Regions from separate parts of the Ovis aries genome. Here region 2 is linked to region 1. The links are chromatin contacts, called in public Hi-C maps. All regions are on one chromosome and are shown on one strand. The core of a region is the stretch at or near the end of the contact, and the rest is flanking DNA. Distances in the headings are between cores, read along the strand shown.

What was found. Hi-C and Micro-C count contacts between places; a contact is called where the count stands out from the background.
Region 2: a contact with region 1 is called in a Hi-C map of tail adipose tissue, with 7 times the contacts expected there. The contact joins the promoter of LRRK1 here to the enhancer-like site in region 1. A contact is called at or near these places in 6 of 16 Hi-C or Micro-C datasets (hypothalamus, muscle, omental adipose tissue and 2 more).

What each region holds. Positions count from the first base shown.
Region 1 is chr18:4,918,136-4,922,770 of ARS-UI_Ramb_v3.0, forward strand. It overlaps LRRK1 (leucine rich repeat kinase 1), which reads right to left. Exons shown (of 34, transcript XM_042235020.2): 7 at 1,924-2,150; 8 at 755-882; 9 at 496-659. Among named protein-coding and RNA genes, the nearest start is that of LRRK1, 93 kb to the right of the region's middle. Within about 2 kb of position 2,781, at least 22 of the 54 cell types and tissues checked have an H3K27ac peak or open chromatin away from gene starts, as enhancers often do. A contact at or near this core is called in hypothalamus, where this site is marked.
Region 2 is chr18:5,010,704-5,015,338 of ARS-UI_Ramb_v3.0, forward strand. LRRK1 (leucine rich repeat kinase 1) reads right to left here and starts at 2,284. Exons shown (of 34, transcript XM_042235020.2): 1 at 2,077-2,284. It overlaps ALDH1A3 (aldehyde dehydrogenase 1 family member A3), which reads right to left. Exons shown (of 13, transcript XM_042235022.1): 13 at 4,119-4,635.

The DNA.
Region 1 (4,635 bases), core at 1,531-4,030:
CAGTCTTTTCCAATGAGTCAACTTTAGGAATGGAGAATTTCCATATTTGCTGTTAAAAATAACAGCAAGAAAACACAAATATACTTTATGCTGGCCCATCCATTTTAACAGGCAAACTTGCCAAGAAACAAAACCACCATTTGAAGGGGAGTGCTATGCGTGCAGACTACGCCTTCTCTCCTTCATTCTTATTTTATGGCTGTCCTAAGGGAATGGCCTCACGTTTTTGGACAGAACTCGACCCCGGCCATTCCGTTTCCAAGCTGTAGCTGTGGAAAGTCTCGTAGGTGCTATGGTGCCAATCTCAAACCCAAAGCTGGGGGGTCTGGCTCTCAGGTGAGTTACCAGCCTGAGACCCTCAGCTGCAAGATGCCGAGTGACAGACACGCTCATCTATAACACGGTGCAGCTCTGCACACCGAGGGGAGGAGCACGGTGCACCCTCAGCTCTGCGGGACTGACCGCTCCCTTCACGGTTTCTGGCAAGTTACTAACCAAAGGGCAAGCCCAGGCATCTGGAAATGCCTTCAGGTTATTTCTGGAGACGTTTAGACAACTGAGCGATTTGAAAGAATGGAGGAAAAGTGCAGGGAGTTCTGTCAGTTTGTTGTCAGAAACATCGAGCTCCTGTAGCTTCCGTAAACCAATCCAGTTCGTGGCTAGGAGAAAATAAGAGAGGACGAATTGGTAAAAAAAATATCCCAGTCAAGAAGAAAATGACAAAGTATATCAGGTTACTGATGATGAAACATACCACTCTCTTCCTCAAACAATTTTTCCAAATAGTTTTTTGAAGCCGTCAGTTTTTGAAGTTTCGAGAGATGCAGGAATCCTGGTGGGAGGTGGGACAGCTTGTTGCTGGAAATGTCAATTTCCAGTAGCCTGTAGTTGGGAAAGTCAAGGCATCAGAAGCAAGCCGTGGTCATGTACTTCTCTGTAAACATGTTTCTTTGTCTCCTGGCACAGGATAAGGAAGGTGCACTGAAACACCAATGTGATTTCTGTTAATTGTGTTACTGTCGCTGTGTCGTCTGCAGAAAAAGACCAGAGCTCTCTTTGGTGGGTCCGGGTCTCATGGACCAGTAGGGATGTAACCTTTTTCACGTATGTGATAACAGAACAAGCTGGTGTCCCGAAGCTACTGAAAGTCCAGAGAGCAGTGCTTTGTAACCTTTTGGACTCTCGGCTCTGCCCCGGTTAAGGACCCCCCACTCCATGGCACTTAATTTTTTGTACAGGGCTTCTTTCCCACGAGTTACTGCTGACCCTACGCTCTTATCAACAGTCTTTTCTTCACTTCACTTAGAGCCTTAGCTTTTGAAATCAGCTCATGTCCCATACGGAACGAGGGCTTACAGACATGATCATCAGTACATCAGGGAAGGGAAGGTCCTTCCCTTCCCTGTGCAGCCTCATCGGTGGGCCTGGGTGTCTTGCAAGGCCTCCCAGAAAAAGAGACAGGAGCTGCCCACACTGTCAGACCATGGCCAGAGTCCTGTGCAGTTAACTGCTTCTTAGAGGCCCTGCTCACTTTCCTTGGGAGGTAGGCCAAAAGCTGGAGTGTCTGGGCCCCATGGCCTCCACCAGCCCCCTTCCTCTGATGCCTGCCTGCAGGACCAAGACTGGGCATCGTGGGCCGGCCGGCCTGCATTGCTGCAAAGAGCAGTGGACACGTGGGCCAGACAAACCACCCTGGCAGAACTCTCTGTGTTCACGTGGATAGCAGGCCAGGACCTTGTGCCCAAGAGCTTGCTAAAGGCATGCACAACTTCCTTCTCATTTTAGCTGAAAATCTGTTTCCAAAGCACCAGCTACAATCAGGCAGCACCACGGCAGGAAACAGATGCTGCAGGCAGAGGGTGTGGGGGCAGCCAGGCTCCCATGGCGAAGGCCCCCCACCGGGGCCGCGGGGCAGGAGCCCACCTGGAACAGATGATTTCATCTGATGACTGCACGCTGGGCAGCTCCCCCAGGTGGTTGTCCGAGAGGTTCAGCTTCCGGAGGTTGATGAGGCCCCAGGGGACGACCGAGGGGAGGGACGCCAGGCAGTTGGCAGAAAGATCCAGCTCTGTGATCTGGCAGGAGATGTCGATGAGCCAGTCCAGATCCACCCAGGGCAGCTTGAGGTGGGACCATTTCACACGAAGAGCCTGGGTGGAGAAATGGGCAAAGCACACGCCAGTGGCAAACCCAGGGCTCACGCAGACTTGGAATAAAGCAATGGTTTATCCAAGTGTGAGTCTGTCTGCTCATCTCAGCAGAGTCCTGAGAGATCGGGAGAACTGGGAGCACGTCGTCACTTGGGGGCACCTGTATCCTCGAGGGAATCTCTGCAGACACAGCAACGCCCTCTCCAGACTCGAGAGGGAGCACGTGGGCTTTGCGTCACCTCTGAGAGGGCTGATCACAGCCAGGAGGGACACTCAGCAGGAATAGCCCCTGCTCTGTGCAGAAGAGGCCACCCCAACTTGGAAGACCCTCCCCAGCCTGCAGAAGAAGGCGGAGACCCAAACCTGGGTCTTCTCCCTTCAGGTCACTCTTCCCCACGATTAGGGCAAGAAGCGCCTGTGTGTGCTCACACCATGTGGGGTGCTTTGTGGATGCACCATTTCCAGAGTGAGCGACAACACACAGGCAACGGCCAGACACCACATGCGAAGAAGAGGACTTTGACCCGCAACCTGCAGCAGTCTACCAGGACACTAATAACCCCCTCATCTAAACTGGAAGCAGGGACAAAGCTAGGGAAGCGGTTACTTCTCAGTCGAGTCCCGGACGTTTGGGACCAACTGTTACAGAAGTTACCCTGTAGCTTCCTGGACTGTTACTAGGCGTTGCAGTGAGTCAGGGGTGGGGCCTGGTATTTGGCATTTCCTGCAAGCTCCCGGGTGATGCCAGAGCTGCTGGTCTAAGGAACACACTCTGGAAAGGAAGAGACTGAACTTGACCTAGAGTTTGACTCATTCTATTTAAAGAAATAAAGTATAAATTATATGATCCTTTCTTTCAGGTGAGAAGGGTTCTCTAGCCCTAGGCTAAGACAACTGCTATGACTAATTAGGGAAAGTCAAACATGCTCCCCCAACCAGTTATGAAGGATGCCCCCTTCTAGGTCACTGCTTCCAGCTTGCCCACCAACCACCACCAGACAGGGCACACCCGATGGCTTGCCCTTGTCCGTGATAAAGCCTCTCCACTCCTCTGACAAAAGGCGAGCGACGGTGGCTGACTCACTACCGAAAGTGCTGAATAAATCTCCTTTGCTTTTCTCATTTGGTTGGGTCAGAAAGGTCAGCAGCTTGCTGGCACATGGTGGTAAGTGGGATCTGGTTAAGCGTTCACAAGCAGGGCTTTGCTCTTGATCATCCAAGAATGTGGGGCTCACTGAGGTTTCTGGGGAAAGGAAATCGGCTCTTTTGGCTAGTGTCTCTAAAGCAGCTGGAAATCCGTATCAGAAAATTGGAGAAACAAGAATTAGTGCTTCACTAAAGGGAAAATGTTGCAACTGGGAAGGATACCAATAACATGAGGGAAGTTCGCTTTCAAAATTGGCAGCGGTAGACTCCCTTATCTGGTCACAAGGTGGCGTGTGCGCCTCGGCTTTGTCTCCTTGGCTAACTTGCCAGGGCTGGAAAGCGGGGTCTGCAGTTCTTTCTCAAAACTCTGGGTTTTGAACCAAGGAGATGGGGGCTCTGTCTCTGTCTGCCTGTCTCTCTCCACTCACCTTGATGAAGAGAGGCGGTGGTATACTGGATTTCAGGTCAAGAGAATGGAGTTTTAGTCTCAGTTTTATTTTAGACAAGTCAAGCTTGAGTTGTAGGCCTGTTTTTATTATCATTATTGTTTCCCCCCATAATTATGCATCTTGAAAAATTTCAAAACTGCAGAAAGGCTTAACCAGTTCAATGCATACCCATTCATATACACTTCATCTAGATTCACCAACTGTTAATATGTTGCCACATTTCTTTTTCTTTTTCCCTCCACACAAACACACACTTTTCATTTTTTGCTGAGTCACCTGAAAGTAACCATGGCGCTTCATTCACACCAACATTATCTCGGAAAAAATGAAATCAGTACAACATTATCAAATCCATACTCCATGTTGAAATATTCCAGAAACGTCTTTCATAACTCTTCTGCATCTCGATCCAGGATCTCATCAAAAATCATACACTGCATTTAGTTGTCAAATCTCTTTACCTTTCTTGAATCGAGAAGAATCCTCATGCCTTTTGCTGTCCTTTTAAACTTGGGCACTGTCAGTTTTCAGGCATTCTAGTTGTTTTGTAGAATATCCCATAGTCTGAATTTTGTTTCCTGATGTTTATATTCAAGTTAAACATTTTTGCCAAAAATCTCAATGTTCATTCCTACTAACTGAACTCCACAAGAGGCCACCTGATGCCATATTGTTTCACTAATGGTGATGCCAAGTCTGATCCCTTGGTTAAGGGATCTGTCCTTTGTAATGCCACATTTTGTGTGTGCACGTGTGTGAGCACGCTCAGTCGTTTCCGACTTTTTGGGACCCCACGGACTGGAGCCCGCCAGGCTCCTCTGTCCACTGAATTTCCAAGGCAAGAATACTGAAGATCCTCCTCCAGGGGACCTTCCCAACCCAGGGATCGA
Region 2 (4,635 bases), core at 1,034-3,533, 92 kb after region 1:
TCCGATGCTTATGGGAGAAAAACTCGCCGGCCTCACAAGGTGGACGGGCAGGGTGAGCGGACCGCAGAGATCCCAGAGCCTCGGTCACCACCGTCCCCCCTGGGGTCCCCGGCCTTCCCCGGCCGCGATCACACTCATCCCACGCGGAAGGTCGCCCGCAGAGGCCGCCAGGAGAAGGCGGGTTCCGTCCCGGACTCGGGGTGGGGGAGACGGCGCCCGGGCGCCCGGCGCCGCCAGGCCGTCCCGGGCCGCGCCCCCGCGCCGCCCCGCACTCACACACCCGGCGCACACGCGCGCCCGCTCGAAGGCGGGGGCTTCTCTAAGGGCGGAGGAACCGTGCGGACGCCTCGGCGCCTCTTCCTTTTGTGGCTTTCGCCCGCTCCCCCGGCCCGGGCGCCGGCCTGCGCCCCCCCCGAACCCTCCAGCCCGAGGGCGCGGCGGGAGACGCAGGGCAGTGCGCCGCGGAGGGCGGGGGAGACGCTTCCCGCGCGGGGCCTGGGCGGCGGGGCTGGGACTCCGCGCCGGCTGCGGCGGGGCAGCGCTTACCTGCGGGCGGCGGCGGCGGGCAGGGCAGCGGGCGCCTGGGGCGCGGGCTGCGCGGGGCCGGGCGGACGGCGGCGCTCGGGGCCGGGCCGCCCCTCTGCCCTCCTCCGAGGAGGCTCCGGCCGTGCGCCGGGGGCCGGGCCGGGCCAGACTCACTTCCTCAATCCTGAGCGGGGCGGGCGGCGCGCGGGGCGAGGGGCGGCCTCCGAGAGGCCTCCGCAGAGCGCGCGCGGGAAGCCCCTGCGCTCGCCCGCCGGCTTCCCTCACCGAGACCCCGGAGGCCACGGGGTCCGCAGGCGCCCCCAGCGCCGGTCTCCTCCGGGTCTGGGTCCCCTGCCCTCCGGCAGGGCAGTCTCAGCGGCGAGATTGGTCGGTTTTCGGCGCAGCCCAGCTTTCCCTGCCCCTCTGTTCCGCTCAGCAGCGAAATCCGCTGGTGAACTCCGGACTCGTCTATGGAGGCAGTAAATACTCAAAAGACAGGAATATTCGTTTGTGTACAACTTTTTCTACAGCAGACTAGACGTATGAAATGTAAAACTTTAATAGTTTGCAAACCTCAACCCTTCCACCACATGGATTTACTAAATTACGGATACACACAAAGATATCACTGGTGAATCATTTTAAATTGTCTGGGTCTATTTTGGGGGTGGCGGTGGTAGATAAACCTGCTGGAGTGTAGGCAATTTCTATTTCAACCTAATAAAAAGATGTACCCACAATTAAGGCCATTGTCCAAAGACAGATCATAATGATGTACGTCCATGCGGGCGGGCAGGCTTTAGATTGGGCTCCACGTGCCCGCCAGGGAAAGAGAAGACTTCTTCGGAAAAAGCGGATGGTCCTGCACCCTGGCAGGATCTGCGCACCCCAGGTTCCTCCCGTGTTCGGCTATGACTGGAACATTCCCAGGGTTTATCCCAAGGCTCAGAGACAAATCGCCAGCATCCTCACTGCCGTTTCACAAAAGCCGGCCAGCAGCAGCCAGCTCCCGCCTCCACGACCTCGCAGACACTTTGAGCGGTCACCATGGACGAGTTCCTTGGGTCCCTGTTCGAAGAGGGGACCACGGGGCAGCTGAGGTTTGCGCCCAAGAGGCTGCCCCGTCGGCTCTCCCGGGCCACACGCCCCTCCAAAAGGGAGGGTGCAGTTCTGCAACCCTGCCTTCACCACCGCGGTTCTAATTCCAATATGCAAAAGGCGGCAGTTTGGTCGCTAACGAAAAGTCCCTAATAATTTGCAGGGCGTGGCGTCCACGGTGCCGAGTGAGCCTGGCGATCGCGGCGCGGCGCCCACCCCCACCCCTAGGAGCCCGGTCCTGCCATCTAGCGGGACCGCGAGGAAGTGCGCGCCGGGTGACCGGCGGACCAGGGGGCAGACGCGGCCCACGGAGGTGAGGACAAGCCCTTTTTAAATGAGCTTGCCATCCGCTTAGAAATGTGTCCAAGGTAGAAATAACTTGTCACATGGGTGGCCTGTTTCGAGCTGGCTGTATCCCAGCATTTAACCTTACCCTTGGCATGCGTTACTTACAGGTTTGCGTGAGGCGATTGTTACAGGTCAGTTAAGATTTCTTTATGCTTCTTAACCCCCGCTGACCAACGTCTCATGTTGGAATGCTGGTAAAGAATCCACCTGCAGCGCAGGATTCCTGAGTTCTATCCCTGGATGGGGAAGATCCCCTGGAGAGGGGACCGGCTACCCACTCCAGTGATCTGGCCTGGAGAAAAAGACTGGGACACGACTGAGTCACTTTCGCTTTCGCTTTCTAAGTTTTCTCCTAAGTAGGTAATGGAGGCAGGGAGGGGTTTCCCTGGTGACTCAGACGGTAAAGAATCCGCTTGCAATGCGGGAGACCTGGGTTCCATTGCTGGGTTGGGAAGATCCCCTGGAGAAGGGAGCAGCTACCACCCCAGTATTCTGGCCTGGAGGCAAAGAGTCGGTCAGGACCAAGCGACTTTCACTTTCACGGTGGGGTCCATTGGAAGCTACCTCCCTGAGCTACCCTTTCTGCCTTCTGAAGGTGTAGTAGTTTTTTTCCTTTAATTGAAGGATAATTGCTTTACAACATTCAGTTGGGTTCTGCCACGCATCAGCATGAATCAGCTGTATACACACATCCCCTCCCTCTTGAACCTCCCTCCACCCTCCCACCCATTCCCACCCCTCTAGGTTGTCACAGACCAAAGGGCCTGAGCTCCCTGCCAATTCCCACTGGCTATTCATTTTGCATATGTAAAGTATATGTTTCAATGCTACTCTCCCAATTCTCTCCTTTCCCAGCTGTGTCCACAAGTCTGTTCTCTATGCGTCTCCATTGCTGCCCTACAAACAGCTTCATCAGCACCATACTTTTTGTTGTCCTTCAGTCTCTCAGTCGTGTCTGATTCTTTGTGAGCCCATGGACTGCAGCACGGCAAGCTTTCCTGCCCTTCACCATCTTCCAGAGTCTGCTCAAACTCATGCCCATCGAGTTGGTGATGCCATCCAACCATCTCATCCTCTTTGTCCCCTTCTCCTCCTGCCTTCAACCTTTCCCAGCATCCTTCCCACCATCCTTCTAGATTTCATATATACGCATTAATATATGATATTTGTTTTTCTCTTTCTGACTTACTTTACTCTGTATAATAGGCCCTCAGTTTCTAGTCACCTTCCTTCAGCTGGGTATTCAGTTTCCACTGATATTTCTCCTGGGACACTTAAAAAATGTCCCTTATTATCAAGACATGATAGGAGCAAGAACGTCAAAAGGGCTCAGCCTGCCATTGGGAGAAGCTTGGGTGTTTCAAAGGGTCCACTTTTAGAGAATGTCCCAACTTACTGTCCCCACCCCAAAAGGCACTGCACACACACATGCACACACACACACCATAGCCACAGTGTATGTCCTCAAAATGGTTCCTCTTGTGGTAATGACAAACAAAGGAATTGCTGTTTTCCTTGAATGTGTTGCTCACATTTTGGTTGGGAAATGGAAGGTTTCTAAATGCATTCAAACATACACAAGTGCATAAATTAAGATGGATCTTATCCAAGGCATGGTTGAACACGGTGGACCTAACCAAGTACAGAAATATTCTTCATCTAACCTCAGTGTCAGTGTACAACTCAGTGATTGAGGCTTACTGGTCTGAAGCCTTAGAAACTCTGGGTAATTTAGACACAAACACAGAGATCCTCATGGAGAAAAGGGACAGACATGAACACTTATGCGCACAGTTGCAGGACGCAGTGTTTCCCTGAGTCCCCAAGCAACCTTCCCACATTCTGCACACTCACATCCTCATCACTTGGTGATAAAGAGGGACTTGGTAAGCTCAATGACAGCTTTAACTTCACCAACTAAGATGCAGAGCCTTTGAGGCCAAGCTTGCTGCCTCATCCACCCCCAAAACCGTCAAAGTGAGTTTCACACTCAAGCTAAGCACAGGACTTCATTGACTGAGCAAATGTAATTTTATCCTTAAGTGATTGAAACCACTTTCTTGTAAGTCACTTTGTACCAAAGTTCTAAGGAAAAGAAAGGTCAGTCACAGAAAAAGGGGTCTTCTGGTCTTTAAATGAAAAAACAGTTTTTTTCAAATATCTGATTTTATTTTATAGTTATTGCATTGTTGGACACAATCTGCAATTAGGGTCAGAATTCCCAGGCCAATAGATTTTTTTAAACCATACCACAGGAGTAAACCTTAAAAGAACTAAAGTCTAATGCTATATAGATTTCCATTTCTAAATACAGTATATTACAGAAGGTTAAATACATCACCTCTGTTTACTTACAACTATAAAAAGATACATTAACTCTACCAATTATAAATAATGTAGCATCATATTAAAGGCATTATTGTACAATGAAAGAATAAGAACGCTCTAATGTATTACTATCAAGGTTAATGTCTTTAGTTACTTGAGATAAAATCCTGAAAATTCAGCATATGAAGTCAAATCCTGATTTAACAAGTTACTGGTAGTCTAAGTGATGTGTTGTTAATTCATTGAGAGAAGGAGAATTATATTTGCATATTTCCAACAGGAATGATAACCTCACTTCACATACGACTTTCTCTATACATAACACTGGTTTTGACA